2 separate regions of the Sus scrofa genome follow, and region 2 is linked to region 1. The links are chromatin contacts, called in public promoter capture Hi-C maps. All regions are on one chromosome and are shown on one strand. Each heading gives the region's core, a stretch centred on a gene start, on an enhancer-like site or on the middle of the called end of the contact. The rest is flanking DNA. Distances are from core to core; before and after follow the strand shown.

Region 1 (3,245 bases), core at 292-2,791:
CCAGGAAGATGCTGGGGAAAGGCCAGGGGAGGGGAAGGGGGCAGAGAGCCAGAGAAGGAGATGGGTGAATGGTGGGCTTGGAACTTGGCATGGACAGCGGGCCTCAAACAGTACCACTGCTATACTCCTGGACAGACTGTAAATAGCCTGAGTCAGAGAATCCTTTTCAAATTCAGACAGACAAGGTTCGAGTCCCAGCTTTGTCACTGTGTAACCTCGGGCAAATGATTTCACCTCTCTGAGCCTCGATGTGCTCTTCTATAAAATGGGTTAGTGACCCTAACTTATGGGGCTGTTGATTCAGGATTCCGCAGGAATGCCCAGCACTTGCTGAACACACAAGGGTTGTCGAATAAATGCTGGCTACTTTTGTGACTACCGACCCAGGCACGACCATCTTGGGCACAGCTCAGCTGGGACGGGGGTCCTGGGCCTCATCCCTGCCTCCCAGAGAATAGGGGGCCCGGGAGTTGCTCGCTTGCCGCCTCCAATGTCGCCGCGCCCCCTGGCGGCCATCGGTTGCCATATCAACGGCGGCCGGCGGGGGCCCGGAGAGGCGGGCGGTGGGGGCCGTTCTCTCCTCTCTGGACCCGAGGCTGCTTCCTCGGCGCCTCCCTCCTTTGCCTGTAGGGGGGCACCCGGAGCTGGGAAGGAAGGGGTTCCCTGAAGCTGCTGGCATGTGTGGGTAAACTGAGGCACGCGGCGAGTCGCCCAGCAGCCAGGTGTGGAGCGCGGGGCCCCACCTCCGAAGGCGGAGGAGGGGCCGCGGGCGGTGACGCGCCGAGGGCGGCGGGCGGACAGCGGGCGGGCGGGCGGCAGTGGCGGCGGCGGCGGCGGCGGCGGCAGCGGCGGCAGGTGCGGCCGCGAAGGGTGGGAGGGAGGAGGGAGGGGGCGGGCGGAGGGGGAGGGGAGGGCGAGGCCGGGGCACCTCCCCCTTTATAACGCGCCCCCTCCCGGGCTCTCGGGCCGCCTCCTCGTCGGCTCTTTCCGTCTGGCCCCCTCGTCCGGCCGCCCCGGGCCCGGGCCCGGCCAGGGAGCCCCCAGGCCGAGGCTTGGGGGGCGCCCCCCTCCCGCCGCCCCGCGCAGCCTGGCGGAGGCGGCGCCGTCGGAGGAGGAGGAGCAGGGCACTGCGGCTGGCCCCGGATCGGGCGCCAGAGCGGCAGCGGCTTCGGCAGCAGCGGCGGCCCGAGCCGATGCAGCGGGACGCACCACCCCGAGCCCCAGCCCCGGCGCCCCGGCTCCCCGCGCCCCCGATCGGGGCCGCCGCCAGCACTGGCGGCGGCGGAGGCGGGGGCAGCGGCGGTGGCGGAGGCGCCTCTGCAGCTCCGGCTCCTCCTGGCCTCCCGGGAACTACAAGTCCCAGGGGGCCTGGCGGCGGACGGCGGACGGAAGAGGCGGGGTCGGCGCCGCGGGGCCGGAAGTGGCCGTGGAGGCGGAAGTGGCGCGGCCGCGGAGGGGCCTGGAGCACGGCGGCGGGACCCGGAGCGGGAGCGGCGGCGGCAGCGGCGGCTGGAGGTGGCGGCGGCGCACTGGAGGCGGCCATGGCAAAGCAGTACGACTCGGTGGAGTGCCCCTTTTGTGATGAGGTGACCAAATATGAGAAGCTCGCTAAAATCGGCCAAGGCACCTTCGGGTAAGGCTGGGCCCCCAGGGACCAGGAGCCCTGAGCCTGCACCCCTCTGGACCGATGTCGAGACGCCCAGGCCCGTGTCCAGTTGGTTGGGAAGCCACCTAGCCGCAAACTTGTCCCCTGGTCTCGCTAGGCCGCACCGCAGCCCGCCCGTGCCTGACCGAGCCGGCTGGCGGGGAGGAGCCTGAGGCCCTTGATGGGAGGCAGGGAGGGGTTGCAGAGAGGAGCCTGTGAGTGGAGCGGGATCTCTCCCAGCAGCGGCGCCTGGGTGAGGAGAAAGGGCAAAGGGAAGGAAATAGAGGCTCGGAGAGGGACCGAAGATACCGCGCGTTGGTGTAGCCGAGGGCCCTCTGTACCCGGCCCAGCCCCGCCCGGGATTCCCTTTCCTGCCCTCCTCTGGTGGGGGCGGGGCGGGCCCTGCGGAAACGGCCTCAAGAGTCCTCTTGGGTCCCCCTTTCGGCCTGCAGGGAGGTGTTTAAGGCAAAGCACCGCAAGACCGGCCAAAAGGTGGCTCTGAAGAAGGTACTGATGGAGAACGAGAAGGAGGGGGTGAGTACGGGGCGGGTGGGCAGGCCTGCTAGGTCCCTTGGGCAGAGGTTGGGTTTCCACCCTGCTTCTGGGACTTTCATGCTGAGGTTGAATTTATGTGTTTAGGAATTTCTGTGTTCTATGGAATCTGACTTTCAGGTTAAATCTTTTAATTCAAATGTTTTAAAGAGTTTGATGTTTCATTCTCAGGTGCACGTGGTTGGTGCCAGGAGGGGGAGCTCATGCTTGCACTGAGTGCACCCTGGTTCCTGAAGTTAGGAAGTTTTTAAACACTTTTCCTTTGGGCTTTACTTTTGTCGAATGTTTAAAAAAAAAAATCATATGTCATAGCCCTAAAAGAGTAACTGGTATTCAATTGAAATGCTCCCCCCCCCATCGTAGCTCTAGTCCAGTTTCCCAAAGACCTGCTTCTTTATTTTTTGTCTTGTTAACCATGTAACAGGTTAAACACGGGTGCAGAGCTCTACATTATGAGTTTAAAGAAACCGTGCAGCATTTAATGGCTAGTCATAAAGCATTTGTGTGAAGTAGCAAAACTTCAAGTCATCGTCTGAAACCAGCTCCCGAAGGGGTACTTTCTACTAGTATGCCCGTGTTCTAAATATGGCATCTGAGGCAGCTCATTTCAGAGCCCACGATTTGACTCTGTCTCCCAACCTTCGACCCTTACTGTGGATCCCATGGCCAGTTCCTGGGTCAGTAGTGTGCTCTCCCGCTCTTGACCTCCTTGTCTTTCTCTCACCCAGTTCCCCATCACGGCCTTGCGGGAAATCAAGATCCTCCAGCTCCTAAAACACGAGAACGTGGTCAACCTGATTGAGATCTGTCGAACCAAAGGTAAGCTGTTTGGATCTTGCCCTCCGTTTTCAGGTGGGGAGAATGAGGCTTCTCGCCTCAGGTTTTGCTGGCGGAGCTGGAACCGGACCCACTTCACTGCCTCTTCTTAACCCAGACACACCACCTGCAACTGCTTTCCCGGGTCCTTTTGTGGGAGCAGGTGCTTCCCCAGGGCCTGCCACAGCGCCCGGCCCAGAGAAGCACTCAGAAAATATTTTACCCGTGCAGG
Region 2 (3,245 bases), core at 425-2,924, 110 kb after region 1:
TTTTTTAGGGCCCCACCTGTGGCATATGGCAGTTCCCAGGCTAGGGGCTGGAAGTTCCCAGGCCAGGGGATGGAAATTCCCAGGCTAGAGGTCAAATGGGAGCTGCAGCTGCCAGCTTACACCACAACCACAGCAGTGCCACATCTGTGACCTACACTGCAGCTCATGGCAAGGCCAGATCATTAACCCACTGAGCGGGGCCAGGGATCGAACCTGCATCCTCATGGATACTCGTGGGGTTCTTAACCTGTTGAGCCACATTGGAAACTCCTGCCTTTTTGTTCCCGAGGCTTTGAAATAAAGCAACATTCCTTGTAGGGTCCCAAATTCCTCAGCGCTTACACCCTTCTGGGTCTCGCATACAGTGGTCCCTCTGACTGGGACACCCACCAGTACCCTGCTCAGGCAACTCATCCTGCAAGCCTAGGGTGGGCCAGAATGTCCCGTGTGCCACCTCCCCGATGGGCTGAGAGCTCTCTGAGGGCGCAGGCGGCACAGGGCCTCACTCACATTCTCCACTGTGCTCCAGGGCCCTGGAGATGGATGCAGGAGGACCACTGAAGGACTTCGTTGTTGGTTATTTTTTTCGTTTTGACTTCGCTCATTATTAAGTAAGATCTTGGGGGTTAAGGGCTCAGAGTCATCTGTCCGATGGCTATAATCACAGCCCCACCCTCAGAGGCGGGGGGCGGGGGGGGGCGGTGTCTCTGGGGACCAAGCAGCCTTGGGTAGCCTTTCCCTCGTGCCCCAGCCCCAGGGGCCTCGGTCACCTCTGCTCCTCCCTCCCCAAAAGACCCCGCCCCCCAATCCACGCAGGGCGCAACTTCTCTGCAGATCTCAATGTCCCCACCTGTCAAAAGGGAGAAAGTACTTGTGTCCAGCCACCTCCAGCAGAATCGAGGCCAGAAGCCACTAAGAGAAGGAGAGCACCAAGAGGGAGAAACTGGGGCCCAGGGGCTCCCCAGCTTCGTCCTCCCCTCCGAGGCCTCCCAGCTCCCGCCACTATCTCCGCCCCCTGACCTAGCAGCTGTTTACTCCTACGCTGTCACCAGGAAGAGCCGGAGAACCCCAGGCCAAAGGAGGTGCCCCCACGCCACTCCTGATTGGTTAGGCCCTAGCCCCTCCCACTGCCCAACCCCGCCCCCTCTCCTGGGACCCCCCCCCCACCGCCTCCAAGCCCTGCTTCAGGTTTCGCTGCAGCCAGACTTCAAAGCCAGTCGGGGAGGCCCCGCGACTTTCATCGGCGACTCTCATCGGGTCCGGTCCCTGCGGTCCAGATCAGGAAACTGAGGCTCATCAGAAGGGAGGTGCGGCGTGTCCTTGGTCTCATAGCCCCTTAGGGCAAAAGTCGTCCAGAATCCCTGGGTCCCCCATCTGCCCGGACGCCTCTGGCATTCCAGCTGCCTCTCTGAGCTGAGCCTCCTCTCTCACTCCCTTTCCTTCACTAAGCTCCCAGACACACCAGGAGCACTCCAGTTCCCAGGCCCAGCCCCCACTTGCCCACCTTTGCCTGAGCAGTGCCCTCAGCCAGGGCCACTGTACCCTTGGTCGGCCCCATCACAGTCCTGCTCTGAGTAGGCCGTGATCAGTACAGCTTCTCAAGTTCAAGTGGGAATCCCGGTTCCACCACTTACTGGCTGAGGGGCCTCGGACAAGCCATGGGACCTCTCTGAGCCTCAGTTTCCTCATCTGTGAAATGGAATAATAAGAATAGGTAACTCACAAGGTTGTTAGGCTTCAAGCAGATATGGCAAGGGTTTGAAAGTGCTTGGTCAGTGCCAGCCACTGTTAGTTTTCTGGTTATTCATTGTTCAAGGCCTGCCTGTCCATGAGCTTGCCCCAATCCTCTGATGCCTAGCCGGGAAACTTCCCTCTAATATCAATGAAGGCCGAGCCCTTGCTAAGCACCACCCACTCACTGAGTCTTCCTGGTAATTCTGCACAGTAGGGGCTCTTATCCCCACTTCACAGACGAGAAGACTGAGGTTCAGAGAGCAGAGCACTGTCCAGAGCTTGCTGGGGAACCTTTTTCCTGGTCCCAGGGTTGAGCCTGACCAGATCTCCCTCAAGGATCCCTCAGGGCTGGAACTGACCAGACGCCACGACTGTGCGCCCAGCCCCCGGCCCAGCAGCAGGGAGCAGGCGTGTTGGGGAGCAACTTGCTCAGGCTAGGGAGGCTGCAGCCCAGAGCTCTGAGCCAGAAGCGTGGTCTCGGCCCCAAGGTGGGCCGCGCCGAGGGGCTGAATCATGGGCTAACCGGTGGGGGCCACACCCTGCCCTCTGTTTGGGGGCTTTGCTTCTCCTAGCTCAGGGAGTCCTGCAGGGTCAGGACACCCCGATGAGCCGCGTGGGAGGAGAGCTCCCCGAAGTCGGGGGAGGGGAGCTCCTATTTCCAAATGGGGGGGGCCCGAAACCGTGGGTCCACCTGGGAGGGGGGCGACTCACCCTCTGCGCACCGACTCCCCTGACCTCCCCCCCAGCTCCAGCACTCTGGGGAGTCCAGAGCTCCAGCCTCAGCTGGGGAGAGAAGGGAGGCAGGAAGGCGGCAGGGTCTCCGAGCTCTAAGGGGGAAGTCAGCGGCAGGAGGCCCCGCGAACCCCACGACAGCCCTTGGGCGCGAGGGCCAGGATCTCCAGGCGCAGTTGCCAAGAGTGAGTGGGTCTAAAGGAGCCCCGGGGGCCCCCGCATCAATCTCCATCCTCAGCGGCTCCCGACCCCCCACACCAGGGGCGCTGACAGCGCCCCCTTCCCGCTGCCCGCCCCCGCGCGGCGCCCGCTCACCTCCCCGGGGGAGCGCCCGGCCCCCGGCGGCCCCCGAGCCCCCTCACGTGGCGCCGGGAGCCGAGAGCCGGGGTCCGCGCTCCTCTGGCCGCCCAGGCCCCGCCGCAGCCCCGGCCCGCCGGGTCCTAGCGCCGCCGCTCGCCGCTGGGGCCCAGGCCTGGGAGGCAGGCGGAGCCTTGAGGGGCCGCGGATGGCTCCGCCCCCGGGCGGTGCAAGCGGGGAGTGGGTGAGCGAGGCGACCCCGGGTCCCCGGGCACCGGAGCGCCTCGATTACGCCTCTGGGCAGCCTGTATGGACAATAACAACAGGCCTCGGGGAACCTTTAGTGTGGGTCAGGCCCACTTCTACCTCTGTTTACTGGCACCACGACTGGGATGGAGAAACTGAGTCCCAGAGCGTAAGGACGCTTGGAATCAGCAGAGTTTCAGGGGCGTCCCTACCCGGGGGCCTCCAGTGCCCGACAC

The links. Promoter capture Hi-C pulls out the DNA fragments that hold promoters and counts their contacts.
Region 2: a contact with region 1 is called in a promoter capture Hi-C map of liver, with 2.8 times the contacts expected there. The contact joins the promoter of ST6GALNAC6 here to the promoter of CDK9 in region 1. A contact is called at or near these places in 2 of 5 promoter capture datasets (fetal skeletal muscle and liver), 2 of 47 Hi-C or Micro-C datasets (blood and epiblast stem cells) and 1 of 2 datasets of contacts at active chromatin or transcription factors (skeletal muscle).

The regions. Positions count from the first base shown.
Region 1 is chr1:268,275,542-268,278,786 of Sscrofa11.1, forward strand. CDK9 (cyclin dependent kinase 9) reads left to right here and starts at 1,542. Exons shown (of 7, transcript NM_001166044.1): 1 at 1,542-1,633; 2 at 2,098-2,179; 3 at 2,926-3,016. The coding sequence starts at 1,542.
Region 2 is chr1:268,381,885-268,385,129 of Sscrofa11.1, forward strand. ST6GALNAC6 (alpha-N-acetylgalactosaminide alpha-2,6-sialyltransferase 6) reads right to left here and starts at 1,675. Exons shown (of 8, transcript XM_021069422.1): 1 at 1,635-1,675; 2 at 511-618. The coding sequence starts at 1,660.